2 separate regions of the Mus musculus genome follow, and region 1 is linked to region 2. The links are chromatin contacts, called in public HiCAR-type maps. All regions are on one chromosome and are shown on one strand. The core of a region is the stretch at or near the end of the contact, and the rest is flanking DNA. Distances in the headings are between cores, read along the strand shown. Region 1 has its middle 170 kb from the start of Gm23822. Region 2 has its middle 120 kb from the start of Gnat3.

Region 1 (6,628 bases), core at 742-3,241, 610 kb after region 2:
TAGCTCTGAGCCCCATTTTTAATGGGGTTATTTGATTTTCTGGAGTCCACCTTCTTGAGTTCTTTATTTTCTGCACCTGAGATTCTCTCTTCTCTCTCTTGTAAACTGTTGGTGATGCTTGCATCTATGACTCCTGGTCTCTTTTCTAGGTCTTGTAACTCCAGGGTTTTCTCCCTTTGTGATTTCTTTATTGTGTCTATTTCCATTTTTAGATCTTCAATGGTTTGGTTATTTCCCTTGCCTTTTTTATTATTTTTCCCTGTAATTCTTTAAGGAATTTTTGTGTTTCCTCTTTAAGTGCTTCTACCTGTTTACCTGTGTTCTGTATTTTTTTAAGGGAGTTATTTATGTCCTTCTTAAAGTCTTCCTTCTATCATCATTATGAGAAGTGATTTTAGAACTGAATCTTGCTTTTCTAGTGTGATGGTGTATCCAAGACTTGCTATGCTAGGAGTATTGGGTTCTGATGATATCAAGTAACCTTGGTTTCTGGTGCTTATGTTCTTATGCTTGTCTCCTGCCATCTGATTATCTCTAGTGCTACCTGCCCTGGCTATATCTGACTGGAGCTCGTCCTTCCTGTGATCCTGGTTGTGTCAGAACTCCTTATAGTCCAGCTGTCTCTGTGTTCCTGTGATTCCAGGATCCTGTGATCCTGAGATCCTGGGTGTGTCAGAGTTCCTGGGAGTTAAGCTGCCTCTGGGACCCTGAGATCCTGGTGTGACCAAGCTCCTGGGATGCTGTGATTCTGGGATCCTGGGCAAGCTCCTGGGAGTGGAGATTCCTCTTGGTGTCTTGGGAATGGCTAGGAGTTTGCTCCCAAGGTAAACCTTTGAAGACTGGAAGGAACTTGAGCCACTGGTCAGGTGGGGTTCCTCTGTCCTGGAATCCTACTGGTTCCATTTACTTCCTGTGGTGTTGGAACAGATGTTGTGTCCTCCTCGCCTCAATCCTATGATCCTGGGTGAGTCAGAACACTTGTGCGTGGAGCTTCCTCTGGGTGTTTTTGGACACTGTTTCCCCACGCTTATTTTAAAATCTATAATTCCTCTTAGGTAGCAGACTTAGAAGCAACTATTTTATAAATATGTTATTTTCTTGATAATTTAAAATTCTTCAACACTATTATAATTTTTATAGTTAAAATGCATAAATATTTTTCTAGGCTTCAGAAACATGGAATATAGAGAGTTGTATAAAGAAAGGTATTTTCATTTTCTGTGGTTCTGAAAAGTAACCTATATTGAATGAGTCCACAGAACACAGTTATAAATGATTGATAAACTCCCAGGGAAAAATTGTGTGCTTAAAGCTACTTCTGTGTAACTTAATGAACGATAAAGACAAGAGCAATTAAAGAAAGACACAGTTCTCTGGAGGGAAAGAAGCAATAGGACAGCAGAAGATCATGGAGAAGAAAAAGGACTATAAAGTAAAATAGCAAGAATGAAAAGAAACTTCATTTACAAGGTAGATAGCCCTGGTTGGAAAAAAAAAAAAAACTATGACTTTTCATATATGGTAAATAAAGCTAAGATACTTGGTGTGCCTGTGACTCTTCTTTTCTGACAGGCCAGCTTCGAAGGCAAAAATCCACATTGGCACCCCCATATTGTTTCATTGCTATAACTAGGCACCATTATGTTTCAGTGCTTTTATTAATTCTTTGGGAATTCATTCATTGTATTAAAAACATCACTAATCCCACTATTATTTTTTTTACCTTCTCCACTTCTCTTTCCACTCAGTGTTGAGATTTCTAATTATGTTAAGATTTTTTTTCTTCCTTCCCAGTTGAGTCTTCTCAGTCCTAAAAGGGACATAGAAACATACTCCAAGGCCCAGGGATGTAACCTCCCCCAGCCTGAAGCAGGCTGAGCTAGAACTTGACCTTGCTGCCACTCTGGAGATTACCTAGGGTGGAGCCTTCCTCCTTAGATCACTCTATTGTTCAGCCAGTGCAGCTGTTCCCTTTCAAGACACTGCTACCTGCTGGGAGGCCATTGAGCTATTCGGAGACTACACCCTATCTGCACCTCAGTCACCTGCAGCTAGCTGGTTCCAGGCTCCAAGAATGAATTGGCAGGAATGGGCCTCCCCTCGCCCCCTTTATGAGCACACTTGCCATTAAGCATTTGAGCTTTGATCAGGAATCTTGACTTAGCTCCATTTTTCTCTCAACCACCTAGTTCCCCTCTTTTCAGCCCCAGCTTGCCTCCCAGGTGAAACCCAGATCATGGGAGCTGTGGGTTGGCTTCCAACACAAGGATTTTCACGTAAGAGTGTAGTGGGGACATTGTAAAAGCCAGACATAGCTAGTAACATCAAGTTTTGCTTTCCAGACACAGCATAGAAGGTGTACCTATGAATTCACAGTGATTGTGGTAGCATGTTCAAACCAGACAAAAACCTCAGCCTTGAGGGAGAATCAAATCCCTCCCCTAGCTGAGGCTTATGAATTGGCTCTAACCCCACCAAGTGACTAAAAACTCTGGTGTTTACCTCTAGGAAGCATTTGTTCTCCAAATTTGAAACAATGCTGGGCTTCATAAAATTCAGTCTCAAAAAATAAAACCAAAAATAAAAAGACACAAATTGAAAACAACTGAATATTAAGACTAAAATGGACAGATTATCTGTCAAAAATAGCAATGCTAAGAGGGAGGAGGAACAGGGATATGCTTCAGAGTGTATCCTGCCTGCATGGAAGCAGTAAACTGACTTGATCTTGGCCTTGGAAGTACTTACAACTTTTTTATCCTGGACAATAAATAAGGCTGGCACTGGCTCTGAACTGAGAGGCTATCTTTCTCCAGATACTCTCATTTATACCAATAACTTTTGAAAGACAATCTCAAGCACAGGTCATTAGTGAGTCCATTTACAGGGCATTGGTATCCCTTAGAAAATTGTCTTCCCGAAGAAACAACACAAAGGGTCTTGAAATGAGTATGACTAGTTAAAGAAAGTATGATTAGCTAGGTTAATAAAAATATGTCTAGTGTTCTCACTTTCATCCAAACTTTAAAGTGTAAAGTGATATTTGTATATATGTGTTTATGTATTTTATTAAGATAAATATCATGCCTTTCTTTGTTTGCCACCTAGGATAGTTCAAAGTGTATAAACTAATTGTTGGGAAATCCACAGAAAGACTATTCTTTCTGAAGGTAATTGAAACCCAATGACATTAAGGTAGATTAAAATAATCTAGAATATGGCAGTTGTTCAGTTTGCAGGCCCACATCTTTTTCTTTAATAAGAGTCATATAGAACTGAAGGCAAGGAAAGAACTTTGGCCTGGACAGAGCACAGAGGATCTTTCCTTTATCGTGAATTTTGATCACAGTGCACTGTGGCTGTTTACTCTCTCCACTTCTAGTAATGTGGCTTATTTCTTTCATGTTAAGAAAACATTATCTTCTATCTACCTGTAAGTGTCAAACTAGTTATATAGACTGAAAAAATATCTCTGATAGAAGCCTTCAGATAATCAGTTCAGGCAAATGTTAAAGCAACTTATTTTTCTGCCGATCGGTACCTGAGATTTCTTTCAGTCTCCAAGAAGCTTGTTCACATCTCAGACACTGATTGTACACAAAGTGACTTCAATTAGAATTTCCTTCTTAAGTGGTTTACAGTTTTCTTATTAAGTAGTTACAAAACGTTTTCCTTATTTAGTTGTTTACCTGTCCAGTCTTTCCTTTTGAAACACTTAGTTTTCCCAGGCATTATCCACTCTGAAAAGGACAAGTTCTCCTGTAGGAAACTGCAGAATAAGTTATGCACACACAGCTTAAAACATATTTGGACTTTGATAGCTCTACAAATTGCTTTGCATAATGAGCAGAAAATTAACTCAATGGAGCCCTTAATTTTCCATTCTTCTTCTTAAGTCCACATAGTCAACAGTGCTCAGTGGATTCTAACAGATGGGGTAGAGGTGCTGCAGCATCGATAAGGGACCACGGAGGAGAAAGGCTAGAGTCCTGGAGGTGACTGCTACAGGTGAATAACTTTTGATTCCAGATCTTTATTATATTTTAATTAAGTGTAATGTATTCATCATGTTTTCATTTCAGATCAGGATTTTGTGCAAAAGGGTACACCTTTATTTTGTAAGGAAGGCTCTGTTGTTTTAAGTGAGGTAAACATTGGAAAGCCTAGCTTATTAGCAGTTTAAAGGACATGTATTAGGGATCCTCATAAAATAGATTGTTTTTCACTGTGAGGACGATTTGGAAGCAGGCCATCTGCCACTCTTTTCATGGACACAGGTAATTTTAGTGTATAGCGTATTGGTTTATATGTGTGACCATCTTTTTGGCTACTTATTTTATTTTATTTTAAAGCTGAGAAAACATCTTTCAAGTTGAAATAAAAGTAAAGATATTATCACTGCATGTTATCATGTAATCTCCTTGTGGAGTACCAAAGACAAATATAATGTTCAGGAGTACATGACATCTAGGGAAGAAGAATTCCTCTAGTGTTAAGTATATACCTATTCTTTTATAATTAATTACTAGATAAAAATTGAAATAATCTTTAATTGACACATATACATTTTCTGTTTGGTTTATTTATTCTCTGTCTTTTTCTTAAGTTTGCATAGCCATAATATTGGAAATCTATATTTTAGAAATGTTGTTATACTTTTTCTTTTTTATTTTCTTTTTAAAATTATTGTCTCAGAACTGGAAGATAGACCTGACTTTAATCTTGAAAAATAAACAAAAAACCCAAAGCAATAGCAGAAATGGACATACTATATTTTGTTTGTTTAGAAGATCAACATATTACTTCATACAATATATTTATACTGCATCACAAGAACAGACTAATACTGATGAAAAGATCCATTTGTAAATTTAAACCTGACTCCTTTTCATTTTAAATCTGTTGAAAGGGTAAAACTTCATAAGTGAATCAATGCTGGGATTTAACCTAACAAAGTCAGGTGTGTGTGTGTGTGTGTGTGTGTGTGTGTGTGTCCCTATGCAATTGGAGGGTGGAAGACAACCGTGGTCTGTCCTCAGGAATCATGCATCTTTATTTTAGGAGACAGGGTGTGTCACTGACCTAGAATTTTAGAACTTTCCAAATACAAAAGCCAATTTGCAAATGAGCCCCTGGAATCTACCTGGGATTACCTGTACCATCTGTACCACCTGTACCACCATGTCCTCAGCATTTTTATGTGGATTCTAGAAGTCTAACTCAGGTTTAAAAGAAAAGAATTTGTTGCATGAACTAGTCCTGCAACCCAGACAACTTTAAACACACCTGTCAGAATGTCTAAGATAAAAAATTCAGGTGACAATAGATGCTGGTGAGGATGTGGAGAAAGGGGAACACTCCTCCATAGCTGGTGTGATTTTAAGCTGGTACAACCACTCTGGAAATCAGTCTGGTGGTTCCAAAGAAAACTGGAAATAGTTCTAACTGAGGACCCCACTATACCAATCTTGGGCAAATACTCAAAAGATGCTCCAACATGTAACAAAGACACATGCTCCACGATGTTCATAGCAGCCTTATTTATGATAGTTGGGAGCAACAAACAACCCAGATGTCCTTCAACAGAGGAATGGATACAGAATATGTGGTACATTTACACAATGGAGTACTACTCAGCTATTAAAACCAATGATTTCATGAAATTCACAGACAAATTGATGAAACTAGAAAATAATCCTGAGTGAGGTTACCCAGTCACAAAAGAACACACATGGTATGGACTCACTGATAAGTGGATATTAGCCAAAAAAGAAGGTCAGAATAACCACAATAGAAGTCATAGACAATAAGAAATCCAAGAAGAAAGAAGATCACACCAGAGTGTAGATACTACAGTACTGCTCAGTAGGGAGAATAGAATAATCTCTGGGAAGTAGAGGGAGAGAGAGATCTGGGAAGGAGAGAGGAGGGAGAGGGAAAAAGGAAGGCTGGATCAGATATGTGAAGAGATAGGGTGATGTACAGTGGGTCAGGAATTTCAAAGTAGGTGTGTAGCAGTGGGGGAGGTGGACTCAAAGGTAACCACTAGAAAGTTCCTGATGTTGGAGACCCAAGAGGTTCCCAGGGCCCAACAGGGAGGACTTTAGCCAAAATGCCCAACAAAGGGGAGATAGAACATGTAGAGACCATATCCAGTGGATAGGCATAGCCCCAAGTTGATGGATGGAGCCACACACCCACCTGAAAAATATTAATCCAGAATTCCTCCTATCAAAAGAAAGTGCAGGAACAAACAGTGCATCAGAGACTGAAGGAAAGGCCATCCAGAGACTGCCCCACCTAGAAATCCATTCCATCTATGACACCAAACCCAGACTCTATTGCTGATGCCAAGAAGTAATTTTTCACAGGAGCCCAGTGTAACTCTGCCAAAGCTGGACCAATACAGGTGCAGATGTCAAACATTGGACTGAGTGTGGGGACCCCGATAGGAAGTTAGGAGCTGAAGGTGTTTAAAATCTCATAGGAAGGACAACAATATCAAACAACCAGAAACACCAAAGCTCCCAGGGACTAAACCAGCAAACAAAGAGTACACAGGAGCTACCCATGGCTCCAGATGGATACGTAAAGAAGATAACCTTACTTAGCATCACTGAAAAGGGAG
Region 2 (6,654 bases), core at 3,269-5,768:
GGGCACAAGATTTTCTTGTTCTCCATGATCCCATCTAGAAAATATTATGGCTAAGCAGCTGTGTCTGTCTTAGGTCTGGGTCTATATTGCTCCTTCTTACCCGTCTCAGAGAACAATTACAGCTTGTTGGGTTTTTTTTTGGGAGGGGGGGGCAAACATGACCTTTTGGAGCTTGTCTCTGTCTTTTATCGATATGAGCTCAAGAATGCCAGTTGTTGGTCTTGGTATCTGACCACCAGCCCTCATAAGCACACCTTTTTCCTACCAAAGCCACAAAGGACATATGAGTATTTCTTCATAGCGATGAATAACTGCCATGGTTAATAGCTGAGCTTGCTGAAAGTGATCCTGTGTGAAGGCAACCAATCTGCTTAAGATACAAAGTCTAAAGTTAAAAGCAAAAAGATTAAAGTTTATTATTATTATTATTCAGTTTAGCTGCTAATTAGCAAAGATCAGACACAAAGATTGGCCACCAGGTGTATGGGAGGTGGCTTTGAAAAATGATAGAAAACGCTTAATTCTCTGGTATGAGTAGAGACTATGCTCCAAGTGAACTCACCGGGCTAATAGGGTTTTTGAGCCATCTTCATAATTGGAATCATACTTACTGGAAGACTCAGGATCTGTGTCCATTTGGTGGACCAATCTTCCAGGCAGCCATCAGGCTACATTTTCTTTTTGTGAAAAAACACAGACAGTTCCTTGCTCCCATATTAAATACTGATCAGGATTATGCCATATGCCAATAAGAGGATTCTTCCATTTCACCTAGGCATAAGTATGCCTAGTTGCCATAGATACTCAGCAGAGAGTTCCTTGGCATCCAAATTTTTAAAATTTAAAAATAAAAAGTATGATTTAAATAATATGGCATACAGGGAAATAGTTCCCCCTTTTTGTTTTTTAAAGAAGATATTATTTAGTTCCACAATACCTTGTCCTTGATAATGATAAAGAATCCCAGTAAAATGGGGAATATTAAATTGTCTACAAAACATCTCAAATGCTTGATAGTAATAGCCAGTTCTATCTTCTGTTTTAATCTGATTTGGAACACCAATCATAGACAAACAATGCAGGCAATGACTAATTACATTTGTAGTTGCTTCTCCTGTTAAAGCAGTTGCAACTAGAAAGCCTGAAAAGTTGTCAATAGTCACATATGCACATTGTGCTTTTCTAAAACTAGGAATATGAGTATCATCCATTTGCAATAATTGATTAGGTATAAGTCCTCAAGGATTAACACCATTATGTGGTACAGATAGAAATTGAGGACATTAAGGGCAAGTCTTTACAATTTGACTTGCACATTCTCTAGAAATACCAAATTATCGTCTCAATCTATTACTATTTTGATGATGTAAAGAATGAGATTGTATGGCCAATTGTTCCTGTGTAATGCCTATAATCTGCCTGGTATACAAATCTGCTGTGGCATCGCCCTAAAAGGTCTGTCCAGACAATCCAGTATGAGCTCTTAAATGTCCAAAGACAGTCCTTTAAAGGAACAGTACTTTTCTCTTGACTTGAGTCGTATTTGCATAAATAATTGCAAAATCTGAGAATTAGCAGTATCTAAAAAAGGAACAATTTCAAGCAATTGTAAACCATAAACTATTTATTGGCTATCAGTATTCAAATTAAAAACTTGATAATTCAACATTTCAGAAACAATGGCTACAGCATATAACTCAATTATTTGTGCTGAAGTGGAGGGAAACTCAAGAGAATAAACATGTAATCCAATTATGCTTCTCTCCCCTTAGATGAGCTGTTTATAAATACAGTAATGCATTCTTTATTGGCTGCAGGTGTAAGTTTACAGGAAATACAAAAGCATGCATAGAAGAAAATTTTAACAACTTGTCTTTTGGATAATGATTATCAATTTTGCCTAAAATGTTTGCTGTGCAATAGGCCAATTATCAGTATTCTGCAATAGCCAATTTAATTGATGTTTAAAACAAGGAATTAATGCGGTTTTTAAGACATTATTTCCAAAATGCTTTCATGATTCTATCCTACAATTCTGTATTAACACAGCAACAGCTTTATAATAGGATGTTCAAACTTTACATGGAGACAAAGAAAGATGAATCTACATTAATGGTCCCATTTGCCAAAGAATTGCTGTGGGCACATTGAGTAACAATAACTAACCCAAACAGCCAACAATTGACTTCAGCAGCTTCCTCTACTTTCTACAAAGCTATTTCTTTTCACCATTTAATTTGCACCCCCCATCAGAACATCAAACAGAGGCTTAAGTCTTCCGGTGGTGAGCTGAAGTTGAGGTCTTAGCCAATTAACATCTCTTAAAAGCTTTTGAAAAATAATTTGAAGTAAGCAAATCATCTTTTCTTTCCTGAATTTTCTGTGTCACAATTTGTCTAGGATATAACTGAGGCCCCAAATATTGAAAAAGATATTGCCTTTGAATCTTGTCTGGAGAAACAACTATTCCAAAATTTGAAACTCGTTGTGTAAGAGCAAAGGCTTGTAGTAAAATTCCCCTTCGAAGGGATTAACTAATAAAATATCCATGTAATGAATTATATACACTGAAGGACTCAAAGTTCTTGTATTGAAGCATAGACAAAAGAAATTCTTATATAATATAAGGCTATTAGCCATTCCTTGAGACAAAACTTTCCAATGATATCACTTCATGGGCTCCCTAAAATTAAAAACTGACTAAAAGCAAACGCTTTTCAATCATCAAGATACAAAGGAGCAGAAAAAAAAAAATTCTTCCTAATCCATAATACTTCTATATGCATTTCCTGGAATGACAGTTGGAATAGGCAGGCCAAATTGCAAGTTCCATAGCCTAATTAACATTTCATAAATCTTAAGTGTGAACTTTGTTTTGAACAACACCTGGATAGATTTGTAATAATGCTGTTTCAGCTTAAAAACAATTCACAGATACCCAGAGGCTAGGGCCCAAAACACTTCCTTAGGCAGGGTTTGCAAGACAAAAGAAATGCCACACAAGTCTCTGCTGAGGCTGCTCTGAGCTTTGCATTAACTCATAGGTAAATGTTTACTTTAATCTCCACAGCAGCAGCCTCCACCTGCTTGATTTTTTTTTTCTTAATTACAAATATGGGTGAGTTAAAAATCCTGAGCCTGTGATCAAACTGCAAACTGCAGCCAATGGAACACTGGTAGTTTAACCATAATTTTTAAGTTTCTTTTGCAATATTACAGCATAACCATAATTTTGGAAAGCAAAACCCAATTTTAAGCAACACATTCTCTTTAAAACCAATACTGAGAGCATTATTTTCATGTTTCAAAGTTTGGCTGCCAGTTCTTATATATGACTGCATGACAATGTAACTTTTAATACCACATTAAAGAGACATTGCCTTAAATTCTAGTCTGGTTTCTAGGATAAGAATTACATAAAATATTATCCCAATTTAGAAGTATCTTTAGAGACCTGTTTTCCTGGGTTGGCTCATGCCATGTGTTGTTTAAAATGACTCCAACCCTGAGTTACCAGTTTTATGGTAACTTTCTTGTTACCAATGTTACCAATTTTTAATCATACCCAAAAACTTATGAGCCAAGACATGCAGAACAAATTTATACTTTTAAAACCAGTCAGAAACAAAAATGAAGTGGCTACACAAATCTTATATCTTTAGACTAAACAAATTTTTCCTGCTTTTTCTAGGTGAAATTTCAAGAGATCAATCATCTTGACATTTCCTGAACCCAATAATCACAATTGTAGAGAATTTTCTAGAAGAAAACAGCCATCAGCTTACTTACCATAGAACTTGAGAAGCTGCTGGCTCCTTTAAGAGCAGCTTTTCTCCAGCTGTGCTTGACTCCCAGCTACAGTGCAAGGTAACTTACTGGTTTCTGCTGTGCAAACTGAGACTGCCTTCTAAACTAAATCAGAGCTTGATAGCCAGCAGATAAAGTTTTAACCATTTTATCTTTTGAACACGAAACATAGAACAACAGCTATTCAGACAATGAAACAAAAAAATGACACACATGGGCAGATTGGTGCACCAAGTTCAGACAATAGACAAAGAGGGAAGAGAACTTGATGTAATCAGAACTAAGTCCAGTAGGAGCCTGAGAAGTAGCAGAATGGACCTGATTTCCTTCTGTCTCTAGGGGAGCTCTGAAATACACTTTCCTTTGAAAAGGTCAGCTCAGGAACTTTGGGAAGGTCATGGAACCCTTGCCCTTCCAGAAGGGAGAGGATAATTTACATTCCTCAGATCGCAGGGCGGGAACCAACCTGCGGATGGGGACACATTCCACAGAACAGACTGTTGTCCACCTTCAGACAAGGGAAGACATTCTCTGAAGACCAACCAGTTTAAAGGGTGCACTGTGGCACCAATCGTATTGTGCCTAGTTGCTGATACTCTATTCTGCCCCTGGAAACCACATAAAAGCTTGCCCAATGGGTGCTTGTTACCTCCATCCAGCCTAGCAAGGCTGGCTGAGACCATCCACCACTTAGGCGGAGCCACCTGCTGTGCTGCTTCTCAACACTCTCCTTTGATGTGCTACTACCTGCTACCTGCCTGAGGCTGAACCGGTTCTCCGAGATCTGGAGTTAGCTACGAACTGTGATTTTTGCGGGTTCCTACTAAAAGGCTGATCTGACAACTTCAAAGGAACTTTGCGTGACTGGGAATGGGCCTCCCCTCTTCTTTATAAAGCGTGTTTGCCGACATTAAAGTTGAGTCTTGATCAGAATACTGTCTTGACTCCATTACTCTCTTTACCCGCCTAGATTCCCTCTTTTCTTTCAGTTCTAAGATGCATCTCAGGCTCAAACCCAGACATGAGAGCCACAGGCTGGCCCCAACAGGTGCTGCCTCTCCTTTGGGTCTGGGGTGACCCCAGGGCACTGGAACAGTAAATTCCTCTTGCGTTTTGCTTCGATCCAGGATCCAAATGGTTCACTCAGGGGGTCCCCAGTAAGCTAAGGCTCTCTGGATTCTTACACCTTCTCTTTTGCTAATGTGTCCTAGACAGGGGACAACTGATTTTCTGAAACCTATTCTTTCTGTCTTTTTCTCATATTTGTATATTTACCGTTCCTACTTCTGGAAACCGTGCACAGTATAAATATACTTGAGCTAAGAATTTACCTAACTATCCTCCACTTCACCCTACGCCGCTCACTGTACAGAGACACAGAGATATCCATATGTCTTTCACCATTGCGAAGACCAGTGCTTCTTGTTTCTGGGAGATGAAGCTGCCCTGTCTGCTGTGGATGCTGAAGTCCACCAATCTCCCATTCACAGCTGTAGAATTCATGCTCTGACTGCCACAATGGCTGGTAACAAGTCACAGATAAATACCAACCTCAGATATGCCTTTGTTCAAAGAGAACTTCTTGCCTCAACTGAGCAGAACTTTGAAGGGCCATCTCATCTTCCACATTCTGCAAGAGAAGGGCTGTTGGCTCTAGCACTAAGGACTTGCAGAATCTATTTCAGCTTGTCAAGACCTACTTTCATTTTCTCAGGCAAGTCCCTCCCAACAATACTGCCAATAAACTCTCAGTGTACAAAAAAAAAAAAAAAAAAAAAAAAAGAAAAAAAAAAGAATTTAGCTAACATCTCTTTGTTGTTGTTGCTTTCTGGTATTTTTATTTTATTTTATATTATTTTACTTTATTTCATTTTATTTTATTTTATTTTAAAACCTGCTCCCCTCACCTGATGCAGCTCTTGACTGCAGACAAATGCCTACATAGAATTCCCCCATTCCAACTCACTGTCATACCCCTAGGTGAACTCAATGTTGGGTCAATAACTCTTCAACCTAGCCCTGTATCCCATTGAATGCATCTCTTACCACCCTGCAGGATACCATTACCTCTTCGGTTTTCAGTAGAGCCCCACCAAAATCAGCATTCCTCAGTTGATCCCCCACCTCCACCCCTGTGTTCCAGCCCATCATTCAGGAGCCACCTGTAGCCATCCAGCTGCCATGGAGAACTGGGTATAACTGAAAGGGAGGCTGGGAATGAAGTAGGATGGGCAGGTGAGAGCAGAATGAAGCCAAGACAAAGGTTCTCTGGTCAAGGTTCAAAGTTTAATTTTCAGCTCTGCCTACATGTATATATAGGGTGAAAACCCAAAGACCCATCCTTTGTTTTGTCTGGGTTCTGTTTCTTTGTTTCAGCTGAATTCTGTTGCAAAACAAGCTCAGATGGTGGTCTGCTCCTCAACTCACCATAGAAAATGTAAATGTGGCAAGGCCATGCAAGGACTCCACCTAGGTTGTAAAACCATCAGATTTTTTTTTTTTTTTACCTTATTCAAGGCTGGAGGAAGAGCACAACTAGGTTAACATATATAAGGTCTTCAAATACTGTGTGGTTCACACTTACCTAAATAAAGTTTAAGCTCAAATACCACACCATTTTTCAGACACAAAGACACTTGCTCTGATAAAATGAAAACCTCGATTAATTTTATAACAGCAACATGTCTTGAAGAAGGTATATGTAAGACATATTCTTCTTATATCATGCATCTACTATTTGATCATATTTTAAAGTATTGAGTTTAATCCAGGTAAGTAAAATATTTAGATATTGAATTCTCCAATAATTTCTTTTTGTAACTGTTTTTCCATGGGCAGATTATAAAG

What was found. HiCAR-type assays count read pairs that join an accessible place to other places.
Region 1: a contact with region 2 is called in a HiCAR-type map of embryonic stem cells, with 4 times the contacts expected there. The contact joins two enhancer-like sites. A contact is called at or near these places in 1 of 484 Hi-C or Micro-C datasets (embryonic stem cells) and 2 of 115 datasets of contacts at active chromatin or transcription factors (both in embryonic stem cells).

The regions. Positions count from the first base shown.
Region 1 is chr5:18,686,705-18,693,332 of GRCm38.p6, forward strand. No RefSeq gene overlaps it. Among named protein-coding and RNA genes, the nearest start is that of Gm23822, 170 kb to the right of the region's middle. Within about 2 kb of position 1,992, at least 10 of the 459 cell types and tissues checked have an H3K27ac peak or open chromatin away from gene starts, as enhancers often do. A contact at or near this core is called in embryonic stem cells, where this site is marked.
Region 2 is chr5:18,077,988-18,084,641 of GRCm38.p6, forward strand. No RefSeq gene overlaps it. Among named protein-coding and RNA genes, the nearest start is that of Gnat3, 120 kb to the left of the region's middle. Within about 2 kb of position 4,519, at least 13 of the 459 cell types and tissues checked have an H3K27ac peak or open chromatin away from gene starts, as enhancers often do. A contact at or near this core is called in embryonic stem cells, where this site is marked.